Linked DNA regions of Zea mays: region 2 is linked to region 1. Evidence: chromatin contacts called from public Hi-C data. All regions are on one chromosome and are shown on one strand. Each heading gives the region's core, a stretch centred on a gene start, on an enhancer-like site or on the middle of the called end of the contact. The rest is flanking DNA. Distances are from core to core; before and after follow the strand shown.

Evidence for each region. Hi-C and Micro-C count contacts between places; a contact is called where the count stands out from the background.
Region 2: a contact with region 1 is called in a Hi-C map of ear, with 1.5 times the contacts expected there. The contact joins the promoter of LOC100194382 here to the enhancer-like site in region 1. A contact is called at or near these places in 2 of 25 Hi-C or Micro-C datasets (ear and leaf).

Annotation. Positions count from the first base shown.
Region 1 is chr7:1,551,449-1,558,458 of Zm-B73-REFERENCE-NAM-5.0, reverse strand. No RefSeq gene overlaps it. Among protein-coding and RNA genes, the nearest start is that of LOC100194382, 66 kb to the left of the region's middle. Within about 2 kb of position 4,003, at least 10 of the 20 cell types and tissues checked have an H3K27ac peak or open chromatin away from gene starts, as enhancers often do. A contact at or near this core is called in ear and leaf, where this site is marked.
Region 2 is chr7:1,617,254-1,624,263 of Zm-B73-REFERENCE-NAM-5.0, reverse strand. It overlaps LOC100194382, which reads right to left and starts at 3,744. Exons shown (of 7, transcript NM_001139415.1): 1 at 3,475-3,744; 2 at 3,008-3,085; 3 at 2,222-2,725; 4 at 1,910-2,131; 5 at 1,513-1,674; 6 at 965-1,324; 7 at 419-859. The coding sequence starts at 3,603. The coding sequence ends at 551.

The DNA.
Region 1 (7,010 bases), core at 2,754-5,253:
GTTGTGGACCAACTCTTAAAGTTGTTCGCCACCTTTGTAGGTTTGTCTCGTTTAAGCAGATTTGGTATCATCTGATGTATAAATGTGTTTACTAGCCTCCTGGGACTAGTAATTGTATCACATTTGAGTCCCAGAGGATTGGGGACGCTTCATGGGCCCAGGGGCAAAATGGAAGGAAGTAACTAATGCCTGTAACGCCTTGGCGATCTCCGAGCGCCATAATGTCCGTAGTGCATATAGTATTGATATGTCGCGGCTGCTTCCTCGGTAACGCGTGAGTGATGATGAGCATAGCGTACGCCGCAGCACGGGCGTACTGTCTGCCAATGGAATGGACAGGCACACCGCCTGCGGGATGGCCTGGTTGCCGCCTGCCAGCGGAGTGGACAGGGCATATTAAATGCTGAGACGACACATCACCTGCCAGTGGAGTGGACATGGCTCATTAAATGCCGAGGCAGCACATCACCTGCCAGTGGAATGGACAGGCGGCACGCCTTATCCGCAATAAATGCAGAGGCTGTGCGGCCCAGAGGACTTACGTTAGGCTCCGCCCGCTGGCTTACGTCACGGGTAGTTGGCCACGTGGCAGCATCGAGTCTCCGCCTGAGCGGGGAGCAGAAGCGTACACAACATGGTCCGGACACGTGTCGGCTCCGGACCCCCGCCTGGCCTTAATTAAGGCATGGGTATCCTTTGTCCCAGAATCCCGGGACCCTGATGTGAGTGCCTGGACCCCACATTGAGGGGTCTGGAAACCGTCCCAGGGGTCCGGTTTGCACCCGTGGAGGTCCTGGACCTTACCCGGAGGTCCGGCCTATATATACAGGGGTTCGGCACCCTCCCATGGGGGTTCGAACTCACTGATGATGCCTTGGAGTATATTACCTCTCCGGCCACGTGGCGCCCCCGGAGCCGTCCACGTGGTGGGGTTGGGTGCTGTTTACCACGCGACTAGAGATAGCCGCGTGGGCACCGCGTCTTCATACTGTAGTAAGGGGTACCCCTGTTTTAGGGTACCGATAGCTTCATAATACCAAATATACTTCAACTCGCTTATAAGACAAAGCTTCATAATGTCAAATCTACACCGTGAATGCTTCATGAATGCATAATAAATGCAAGGCAATTGCGTTCTGCATACATACCCAACACGGTATGGACCTGCATTCGAGGATGTTGTGCATGTACGAGTTGGACCATAAGTCACAACTTCACTTCAAATGTATGATGCAATGTATATGATATACTGCAATAATCAATATATTCTAACTTGAAATATTGATAGAATAACATGCATCTAATTATCATATGGATAAAAATAACATCTCAAATGTTGCACACAACCACTACAAATCCATGTTTCATTTAAACAAAATAAACTTATCATGCATAATAAGTAAACCAACAATAATAAATCATTATTAATGTTTCATATCTAACATTATCCTAAAAATCAAGTAGAGCACTAGAAAGACTACCCAATAATAAATAACCTAGGTGTAAACAAGGCACAGTGAAAACAAATATAGCTATAACCTATTAGGTCACATCAAGTTAACCTAACTATATAATACAAAAATGAGAACATAATAGTAAATATTATATATGCCAAACAATGTGATCAAGGACACAACTTGCCTTCCTTATTAAACTCATGTTGCTCATTTGCTTGTGTAGGTTGGTCCTTAAAATCCTCGTGACCTTGTTCTCCTGCTCTCAGTAATACAAACAAATAGACAAAAAATAACATTGTACCAAACAAAAACAACTGTGTAAAGCAAGTCTACGCGTTGAGACAAATTCATGCGCTCAAGAATCACTAAAATCAGAGTTAAAATATGAAAGTTATGAAAGAAGTAAGTTTTAGGACTAATTTGTATTAGAATTTGAGATCTAGAGACTCTTTCATAATTAATATTATAAACACATGGGCTTTGTTTTGAAACTAAGTAACTAGGACGACGGGTTAGGTTTTTTAGAAAGCCTAGGGTCTGTTCAGAAAATTACAGGACCCAAATCTTATACTTTTTTAACTTGAGTGGATTGTGGGTTAATTATATAAAAACTCATAGGCTTCTATAGAAAATGTGTTTCGATGCGTAACTCGGGCGATCCTGAGCCGTTTGATCACAAATTAATGGCCCACATCCAATCTTCTGAACCGGTAGATCTAATCTCAACCTTTCAACTACAGATCTACGACAATGTTTTAATCAACCGAAAGGTTATCAACTAATCTAATCTGGTCCATATGTTCTTGTTCTAATGGCCAGTAACTCTTCTCCTTCCTCTCGACAACCGAGCACAACGACACAGGGACCTCTGCGTCGGCGCCATCGCCGGAGTATGCCAATCCGACGCTCTGGTGCTCTGTTCTCCTTCCCATTAGGGGCTACTCAAAACAAATGGCAAGGCAGAAAGATGGGGAGGATCTCACTAGCATTTAGAGCCGTGAAGTAGTCTATCCACGACGCAGTAAGGTCCTACGGCGACGCTCGATCAACTGCGATGAATTCTCGGCCCTACAGTTGGTCACACACCCGCCCAAGCTTGCATACCACTTCTACCCACTCTCGGGAACCTTCAAAGCAACTCTCTTGGGTCTGGACATTGACGTGGGCTCGAAATGGTTGTGAAAGTCGCCTAGAGGAGGTTGAATAGGCTAAACCTGTAAATTATAAACTTTAAACATGAACTTTACCCGGAGTTAGGATTAGAAACAAATTATAATGAATGCGGAGTGCGGAAGAGAGTTCTTGCAATGAGTTGCTCAATCAATGCAGATGACTTTGGGAGCTAACTCAAAAGATTGTGAGCAAGAGAACTTAGAGAGAGGGAGAGAGAGAATCAAATCGTAGAGTAATGATCAACACAAATGAATACGACGATTTGTTTTCTGAGTTTCGGTTCCAATGAACCTACTCCCCGTTGAGGAGGCCACGAAGGCCGAGTCTTTTTCAACCCTTTCCCTCTCTCAATCGATCACTTAGATAGATTGAGTGCTTCTTCTTAATCTCAAGGATCACAAAGACCCCGCAAGGATCACCACACTCTTAGGTGTCTCTTGCTAGCTTTACAAGTCACTTAGAGAGTTTAGAAGGAGATGAAGAAAGCATGATTAAAAAGCCAAGCAACAAGAGCAACAAATGAAACACGAATCATACTCTCTCAAGTCACTAATCACTATTGATCGCTTGTCTTAATTGTGGCACTCGAGGAGATTGCAAGTTTTGAATGTGTCTTGGAATTGATTCTTTGCACTTGTATTGAATGTGTGAGAGTGGAAGGCTTGGATGTGCTGAATGGAGGTGATTAGGGGGTATTTATATATAGGCCCCAACCCCATTTCTAGCTGTTGGACAGAAAGCAGCAGCTTTCTGTCGACGGGCGCACCGGACAGTCTGGTGCCCACCGGACAGGGCATCATTCATTCATTCATTGTCCGTTGCCTGCCACGTCAATCGATCGTTGGGGTCTATAACAGTCGACCGTTGGATCCGACCATTACCCAGACTGTCCGATGCACATAAAGCAGTAAGAAGACTGTTCATAAGCAAATAAGAAGATGTTTAGTTCGTGTTATATCGGATATTTGAATGACTATCACGAGTATTAAATGTAGTTTAATTGTAAACTAATTAAATAGCTGAAAACTAAACGTTAGAAATAAATTTATTAAGCCTAATTAATACATGATTAACGATATCGTATCATATGTACTAATTAGGTTTAATAAGTTTATCTTATCATTTAGTCTATATAATTAGTTTTTTATAATTAAACTATATTTAATTTGTTAATTAATATCCAACATATTGGGTATGGTATGCACTAAAATCTAGTGCGGAGCCGTAATGTCGATAAGGTATTCTGAACTGCAAACGTAGATCAGGGACTTTCTTATCTATCGTCTCTTCGCTCGATGACATCATGACAGACACACGCATGACGCAGCGCTGGATGACGCACGCAGGTCACAAAAGGGCTATGGTTGCGTGTGCTCAGTCTCAGTCACATCGTGTGACTGAACGACTGGACTTCAACAGTGATTGATGGACTGTTTGGCTGGTACAACATGGGCAGCAGTAGTTGATGCAGACAACTGATAGCTCCTCTAGTCTCCTCTGTACTACATACATACAACTCTTGACCTTCTGGCTAAAAATCCCGTTTGTTCTTTGTTCTTTCTTGGCTAGCAAGAGGAAGAGGTAGCTGCACGGTGCACGCAGCCCAGTTCATCTGCCTTCGTGCGTTTGCTGCGAGGAGCTGCATCAGTAGGCAAGGCATGCCTCGAGAGCTGGTTAAAGGCCGCTAGGTGCGCGTACGTGCGAGCGGCCGTGTGCCGGCGAGTCAGCTGCATGCACGACGGACGGAGTGCCCTGCAACTGCGAGTCATCGTGCGAGAAGGCTGGGGGTGCAGTCGTCTTTGCTGCTGCTATTCATCTTCTTCCTCCTACCACTGTTCTTGAGCGTTTGAGAGTTCCAACACTCAGTGATTCCCAAGAATTAACAAGACTACTATTCCCATTGCATGCAACTGTGAACCATAAACCTAATAAGGGCTTACAAAAGCAAAATATTTCATCTAGCTTCTCACGCATACCGTGGCATATACATGGATCTCAAAGACGACACAACATGCATGCATACCCAATTCTAGCTTGTTCAGTACTGTTAAAGTATACTCAGTGGTAATGAGACTGAGAGAGACAAATGACAGCGATAAGTCTTTATTGCAGGGGAACATTGGATTATATACAGACTGCAGGGGTACTCCCCAAGGGGTGCGACTCTTGGGTAGTAACCCATCGGATGGGTTTGATCACATGTGAATGTTTCGCAACACTCCCCTTGATCAACCCAAATCCCTTTGATCACATGCAAGTCGTCTTCCAATGTATCATCTCCTCAAAACCCTGTGGAAAAAAATAAGGAGTACACAATGTCTTTTGGATAATGAGAATAATCTTATTTGAATTCCAAAAGAAAATATGCTTGTAATCATCATTCATAAAAACCTCTGTGGGGAAAAATCAATGATGAAGCATATAGCTTAGTTGATATTACCTCATTAAAAACTTTGGATGAGAAAACCTTAATAAGGCAAAACTCATACAAAGAAAATAATATAATATGATGGTACAAAACAGGTCGAATATCACGGAGAATTACTCCCCCTGATCTTGCAAGCACTTAAGTCTTCTCATACCAATCACCTCAACACATTTCTGAAAACGTTGAGTATGGTAGAGATTTTGTGAATAGATCAGCAAGATTATCACAAGACTTTGTTTGCAAGATGTTTATATCTCCATTTTCCTGACGTTCATGGGGATAAAACAATTTAGGAGCAATATGTTGCTCCTCATATAACCTGTTTTCATCTGAACAACACAAGCTCAATTATCCTTATAGATAATTGTCGGTGGTTCAATTGAACCATGGTACGATATTGTTCTCCAATGGACCTCTAGCCCAAAGAACAATAATATGTCTATAATCATCATCTCAAAAACCCCAGTGGGGAAAATAAATGATGAGACATATAACTCAGGCTAATATTTCTCCAAGATAATCGTGTCAGAAAATCTGGGAAATCAACATATGAGCTGAGTCTCCTTAAAAACCCAATGGGAAAAATAAGGAGAATAGTCACGATCTATTGTTGATCATTTAAACTCTTATGAGATAAACTCATATCCTAGTTCAAATACAACAATAGCTATGTCATAATGTATCATCCTCAAAAAACCTCTATGGGAAAAATAGATGATACGACATAGGCCTTGTGTTGATGTTGTCTCGTTAAAAACTTTGAATGAGAAACCCAAACAGGGGGAAAACTCATGCAAAGAAAAGAGTACAACATGATGTACATACAAGTTCTTCCGATCAAAAGGGAAACTCCCCATGATCTTTACAAAACACTAAGTCATCCCATACATACTCACAAACACATTTAAAATGTGGAGTAAGGTAGAGACTTAGTTGGTAACTTGTTTTTCATCTAAACAATACAAAGTAATATTATCTTCATAGATAATAAGGTCACTGATATAAAATCATGACCACCACATACACTCTGTATGTAGTATATCATTCTGTACAATCCCACAAAGTGTACTATAGAATGATTAGTGTAAGTGATCATTAATCTCTGTTGATCAACATTTATCAAACAGTAGGTCCAACTTACCAGAAGTATGTCATTGATCTTGTAACTGGGGATCTTCTATAGATATCCAAGATCAGTATATCCAAACATAAGGAGAGCATGAGTATACCTGGAGATCATAACTCGATCTCATGTGCTGTTAGCTAGCAAATCTTTGCAAAGCAATATCCGGCCGGATGCTCTTGCAAGATACAATAGCACATCTCATGATCGGAAAGAATCAAATAACAATGATTCTCTCATATTGAATTTCTTCAATATATGTTGGATATAGACAATTTTTGTATCCAAGATACTCAAGATAGTTTAGTTTGAATTGAAAATCTCTTTCAATTCATATCCTCTATCTCGAACTCCGTCGATAAGTAATGTATGTTTAAAATATGTTGCACATATTTACACTGAACATACCATACTTTGTGTATCCTTTCAGAAGGAAGGATTCACTAGGTCAAATGTACCATATTTGACCAGGATGCTCTAAGTCACAAAGACTTTCCAAGCATTGCAAATTTGTGATTGGTGATTATGTATTTGGAATCCTTCAAAACTCCATAAATACCATAATCCAGTGACCACATATGCACATGTTGTCACTACATCTATCAACTGCATAGATAGATGATTTACTGCCCATATTATTGTATCGGAATTCAACTACTCACAGTAGAGGAGAATTTATAGCATTAAAATAATGCTTGGGTTTGCGTATAAACCCAGTTGCTACTAGCCATGCTTTCTCACCACCTCATTGTTTCCAAGTCCATGAAAACAAACTTGTATCCACAGTAAGATACCTTGAAGTGAAAATAATTCAACACTTCTTTCCGGT
Region 2 (7,010 bases), core at 2,495-4,994, 66 kb before region 1:
GTAAAACAAGACAACAATAAGTTTCTTTTTTATATAATATATGGTTTAAAGCCCCGTTCTATATTTATCGGGATGTCACATTCGTTAAGGATTGATCACCATACAGTATTGGAGGCCTGTCTAAATCAGTAACCCGCTATTTCAAGAGTATATTGTTTATCTTGTTAATCTACATTCTTCATCTACTCACCACGTTAAATGCTAATCTGAACCGGAGTATTTTAATTTCTTGTATGCAAACATTGGAAATGCTCTTGTTCCTTTTCATTATATTCACATATAACTTTAATCTGAGCAATCTCATTGTGTTATTCGGAATTAGAATATTTAATTTATTTAAATATATTGGAAGCATGTGACTTATTTCTCTAAAATCACGACAGAATCCTGCTAGTCTACCAAGGTCATGCATGCAATGGCGCCCACCAAATCCAGCAACAAGATTGGCATCAATTAATCACTGACCCTAATCCTGAAAAAAAAATGTATGTGCTTTTTACATGAGTCCAATCTTTCTATGCTGCATCAAAGAACCAGCCAGTTGAGCACACTAGTGGTTGTGTCCCCACCAATAAAATGCAGCCGGATCACCCTCCAGAGCTGCTACAAGAGTATCAAGCTCCTCCATGCTATATCGAAAGAAGACGGTTTTTCTGTCCATTCCGCATGAACAGAGAAGGTTTGTATGGTTTAAGCAAGCAAAGCGGTTAGGTCTGCACTGGCAACTCACAGCAGACAAGTGCAGATCATAGAAGCATGAAAAGCACTCCCGATCAGTGGAATCGTAGTCCTCGTCCATCCTCTTACTTTCCAAATGAGCATTCACCTCCCATGCTGCACCCTCCATTTTAACTCTTGTCTGAAATAGTGAAATAAATAGCACAACATATAAAATATGAGTGTGTTATAAGTAATTCATTAAGAGACAGATAGTAAGTTCCAGTGTTCGTGATCGAATTACTACCTTAATTGCACTTGTCAGGACTCCATCCTTTCCACAGGTGTTCATCCATCTATATTCTACCTTACCACCTCTGTGATTCATCCAAAGTTGTCTGGCAGCTTCTTTTGCAGCCTTGAGTAATAGCTTGTCATGTGATATCGATGTCTTGCGACGCTGCTCTCTATAGAGCTCAACAGCACACTGTCCATGAGGCAGCCAATCCACAGGAGAGACATTTACGGCCTCCGCACAGTTGAAGCCGCAGTTGAATCCACAATGGTATGCTCGCGGTAGTGTCAGAACAAACTCACCCGACTTCTGAACAGCACGGTAAACAGAAAGTCCTTCTGATTTCAGAACAGATGGAGATAACTGTGTAACCTGCTCCAAGAAAAAACCAGGATGAAAATGGATGAGATACATATGCTTTTTTTTATTCAATGCTTAATAGCTTTAGTGGCATTCAACTATGTTATGCCAGGCCAAAATAAAGCTGAACTTGGCAATAGGTAACTACTGCATATATAGCGAGATCAGTGGCCAGCCACATAACAAGAAAAAGTTGTTACCAGCTCATGAAGTAGATCAGGCTGTTCTTCAAACAGTTTGGGTAAGTTTTTTCTCATAGATTCTTCTAGCTTTACTGCTTCACCACTAGGGACACCATACCAAACTTTCGGTTCGCCAAAATGCATGTAATTTAGAGAATAAAGAAAATGGTCTTCAACATGCTGCAGCGAAGTAATATAGAACGGATAGATTAGAATGCGCTACATGAACAAAATTGACATAAAAAACTTAATTATGTACGTTTGTTCCAACCACCATATATCAATCTAATCTAAACCGAACACTGAACAGCCCCCGCATTTTTTTTTTCAAATTCAAACCCAATAGAATCTCTTTTGAGTAAGGGATCTACATTTTATGAGAGAAATGTGGAAACAGATTAGCTAAGAACCTTACCCAGCAAAATGAAGAGAAGCACATTCCTACATAAAGCCATGGAACTACAACACCAGGTATATCCTCATCTTCAAATGAGGTAACAGAGCCTGGCAACCGTGGCAGAATATTCAAGTTCCAACAAGACACACCATATGGATCTTGCTTATTTCCATCCAAAGAAGATAATGTAGCAAAACCACTACCAAACGTTGCAGTGTCCAAATCAGCACCATAATCCACCTAGGCACAGGAAGTTTGACATATATAAGCAATATAACTTGATACAATACGTAAGGACATAATCTGCATGCTTATACTCAACAGACATACCTCAACTTCATCAGTAGAGCCTACAACTATCCGCCAATATTCGCCCTCAATTTCCTCCACTGACGGCTCCCATATTTTTATGCGGTTTCTAATGCTAGAAATGGAAATTTCATCACTCCCTTTCATTCCAAAATATTCCTGCTTGAACCCATTAGCATATTCCTGAAACTCCGCTAGCGTGAAATCAGACCCAGATTGAAAGCCAAACTTCTCTTCGGAGCCCACGCTCGAACCGGGACGCCTGCGTGTCATACCAAACCTCAGCCTCTTTCTCCTCTTTCTTTTCCTCTGAACTTGAGACTGTGTTGTTTTCTTTGTGGGCTCCCTGTTCTGAAGCTTGTCAACTTGTTGAACTCGAGTATTGAACTCGGCAGTTTCCCAGAAACTCTTCTCCTTCAGAGGACATGGAGGTCTCCAAGAAGATGGTGGGATGATACGGCAAATTCCATATCTTTCTGCTTGCGGCCGAATGCTAGCAATGTACCCGATTGGATCCTTAAATTCCTGTTAGAAAAAAGAATATATATAATCCAAATGAAACTATAATGTTACTTCATGTACTACTGCTAGAAAATTAACAAGATCATAATAGCTCTTGCAAGAAACATCAAGTTATCTAGTTTTTGCGTGTCCAACTTAGTTAACCTTCTGATAGTTTTTTTTTACATACTGGTGAACAAACTTTAAAAGTTGTGATTACACGAATCCTAAAACATCAATGGAAAGAATGAGGGGATACTATCTTATCAGGCATAACTTATTGCAAAACTTTGCACAGAGACAAACCTCTTCTGTCGGAGCGAAAACGGGAGCATCATCGATTTCAGGTCTCTGTGATTCATCTGGACGCCACTTTCCACATGTCTAGCCACAAAAGATGAAGGGAAATAGATAGGTTAGAAACATGGTACTGGCAGATATTTGGAATTAGAAACAACGGATCTAAACTTCCATCACGTAAATGCATGCACGAGAGGGTACTGGCAGCAAACAGCACATGCAGCTAACATATGGAGTTATTTGTATCTCCTCAATGCAACCAGCGCAGCATAATATACTGCCCAGATCATATAATAGCATAATGGCATGAAAAAATTGCATCCTGATTGGAAGATACGCGCGCGGTCGCCCATGAGGCCATGTAACGAACACTTGTTGAGCACAGAGAGAAACAGAGCACGAATTAACAATGCATAGGTACAGACTATAGCAGATGGATCTACGTGCGTATCTGGCAGGTGACTGAGCCGTACCTGCGAGGCCACGGCCACGGTCACGGCGCTGGGCCCCGGCGAGGCCACCGGGCCGCGGCGCATGCGCTTCTTCTTCTTCATCTCGCCGTGCCGCGCAGGGCCGGCGGCCTCGGCGGACGAGGAAAGCATGGGCACGATTTGGTGACGGGAAACAAGGGGAACCTCGTGCTTGGTTTCGCGGGAGGGATCGGATCAGAGGTAATAAGTAACGACGATGCACGTCGATCGCATGCACTCGACTTCGACTTCGACTTGGGTGTCGGAAGGCGGTGCCACAAAATTAAAATTAAGGCCCGGGGGTGACAATATATAGAGTTTGTGGTGTAGGGAGATCCCAGATTCATCCAACACCAAAGACTGCCGATATTGACCGACAATTTGATATGGTACGGACTTTTTACATATTAACTCCGTTCACAAATATATTATACTATTGACCTTTTTTCGAAAACATATTTATTCAAAAATATAAAATTAAAGTCAAGCACAAACTACTTAATAAAACAAATCACAAAAAAATAAATGGTAATTTATTATTCTTTGAATAAGACGAGTGGTCAAAACAATTTAAAAAAGTTAACGTGTCGTATATTTATGAACGGAGAGAGTATATAGTTAAATCTTATTTAAATGTAATATTCAATCAAATATGTTCCAACTCTTTACAATAATACTAACGATATCTACAATAATACTAACGATAAAGATAAGTTGACATTTTATAAAAGAAGAACTGCTTCTAAGTGTTTATGTGGTAATTCAGTTAAACAAGAGACTAACTTTTTTTTATTTTGTGGAAGTTAAATGAATAAAAGAATTTGAATAACTTGAGAGTGTAGATCAAATAACAAATCAAAGATAGATTGCGCCCTTTAAGCCTCATGTTAATGTATTTTAAATTCCCGTGATCCTTGTCGTGAGTAGTTGTAAGTTGTAACACTCCTGAATACTACTAAATTATATAGATAAACAACTGAAAGAAAAGAAAATTCGACAACATCTCCTTTGTAAACAGTCATCACAAAAGCAACTATACATATGTTTTAAACAAAGAAGTTATCACACTAGTATTCACATAACTCCCAAAAAAAGAGCAACAAAAACTAAATTGACCGTGACATTCACACCATTGATTGAGCGTATCCTCATCAAAATTGATTAACCAAATTGAATTAAAACTATAAAGAAGAAATATTCCTGAATGAAGTGTGAAAGTGCTGCTACTTTCTCCACCCACAAAGCAAGCATCCAACACTTGTAATGTAAAGAGCAATAAAACAGTGGACGTCAATGTTGGTTACTTGATCTCAATCCCCTGAAGGCATTGAGAATCAAGGCAACATAAGTATAAATGGGGACCTTGGTTCTAAGTTTGACACTTCTTTTAGAGTGTTAATGCGAAGGACGGAGATCTTCATATCTGAATGTAAATGAAAATGATATGTAATGGAATAACATAGTGCAATGATGTATGAGAACTTATCTCCTTTGCCTTAACATTTTCATTATGTCTCCCATTACAATAGATAAATTTACAAGCATACCTTTGGCTCCTGTACAGAGGAAGGCATGAAGGTTCTTCAAAGGCTAAGCGACATGAAGCTATGGCCCTTGAGAAATGTACTTTATACAGGATATTGTTCATCTATTTATAGAAGAGATGAATCGCATTTGTACAGATTTACAATAATGCACATCAAGGTTCTACATAAGCTGTTTACAAATGATATCAGGACAATAACATATTTTCTTTGTCTTTGGCTTTGCAGGTCTCAGCCTTTGTTGTTCGGTAACCTCCTCTCTGGCTCGTGCCCGAAGTTATTGTCTTTGGCCGCCATCTTTGCTACTTGCGCACAGACGAAGCATCTTTGTATATTGTTTTAGTCGAAGGTTAGCTTCGTCCGCCAGTAGAAATGTTCCTGAAATACATTTATTCATGCCAAAGCAACATGTTAGACAAGTGATCGTTTCTTCGTAAAGGAGTGATCTTCAGCATAAGAGGCCCCCAACAGAAACATTTCAACAAGTGAACTGTTTTGACAAACTATTTAAATCACAAATTTAATTAATAATGATTTAATACCGACATACAGAATAATATAGATAAACTTCATTTCAACCTCATTATAAGTCAAGGCTTCTGTCGGAGAGAAAATTCTCCGGCCGGGTGGCTGAACGCACCCGCCCTAAATCCTAAGATAAGGAGGGGCCTAAGCGTTTTGCCTGCTAGATGGAATCGGGAAGAACACAAGAACACACAAGGGTTTAGAGTGGTTCAGGCCGTCGGAGCGTAATACCCTACTCCACTGTGTGATGTATTGAGCTTGAGGGCTTGTATGAACTTGTGACCCTGAGAGTCTAAGTGAGTGTGTGTGCTTCGAGCTTGTGTTGTAACGTAGTGTGCCTTCCCTTTTATAGCTCAAGGGAGGCACATACAAGGATACTGAGCCCCGACATGTGGGCCCAGGGGCAAAATGGAAGGAAGTAACTAATGCTTATAATGCTTGGGCGATCTTCGAGCGCCATAATGTTCGTAGTGCATATAGTATTGATATGTCGCGGCTGCTTCCTCGGTAACGCGCGAGTGATGATGAGCATAGCGTACGCCGCATGAAAGGGAATTAGGCTTACACCTATTTTCCTAAATGATTTTGGTGGTTGAATTGCCCAACACAAATAATTGGACTAACTAGTTTGCTCTAGTCTATAAGTTATACAGGTGCCAAAGGTTCACACTAAGCCAATAAAAAGAACAAGAAAAGGGGTTCAACAAAGAGAGCAAAGGGATAACCGAAGGCTGCCCTAGTCTGGCGCACCGGACTGTCCGGTGCACCAGGAGACTTCAAGCCAAACTCTTCACTTTCGGGAATTCTCAGGGGCGCTTCGCTATAATTCACCGGACTGTCCGATGCACCACCGAACAGTGTCCGGTGCTCCAGGGAAGAGCGACTCTGAACTCGCCAGCTTCGGGAATCCGCTCCGCTATAATTCACAGGACATGTCCGGTGCACACCGGACTGTCCGGTGAGCTAGCGGAGCAACGGCTACTTGGCGCCAACGGTCGACTGCAACGCATTAAATGCGCGCCTGCGCGCGCAGAGGAGCAGTGCACGCGCGGGTGGCACAACGGACAATCTACAGGACTTGTCCGGTGCACCACCGGACAGCCAGGCGGGCCCACACGTCAGAGCTCCAACGGTCGGAACCCAACGGCCAGGTGACGTGGCTGGCGCACCGGACTGTCCGGTGCGCCATGCGACAGCAGCCTCCACCAAACGGCTAGTTTGGTGGTTGGGGTTATAAATACCCCCAACCACCCCACATTCAAGTCATCCAAGTTTCTCAACTTCCAACCACTTACAAGAGCTCTAGCATTCAATTCTAGACACACCCAAGTGATCAAATCCTCTCCCAATTCCACAAAAGCTTTAGTGTTAAGTGAGAGAGATTTGTTGTGTTCTTTTGAGCTCTTGCGCTTGGATTGCTTCTTATCTTTCTCATTCTTTCTTGAGATCAAACTCACTTGTAATTGAGGC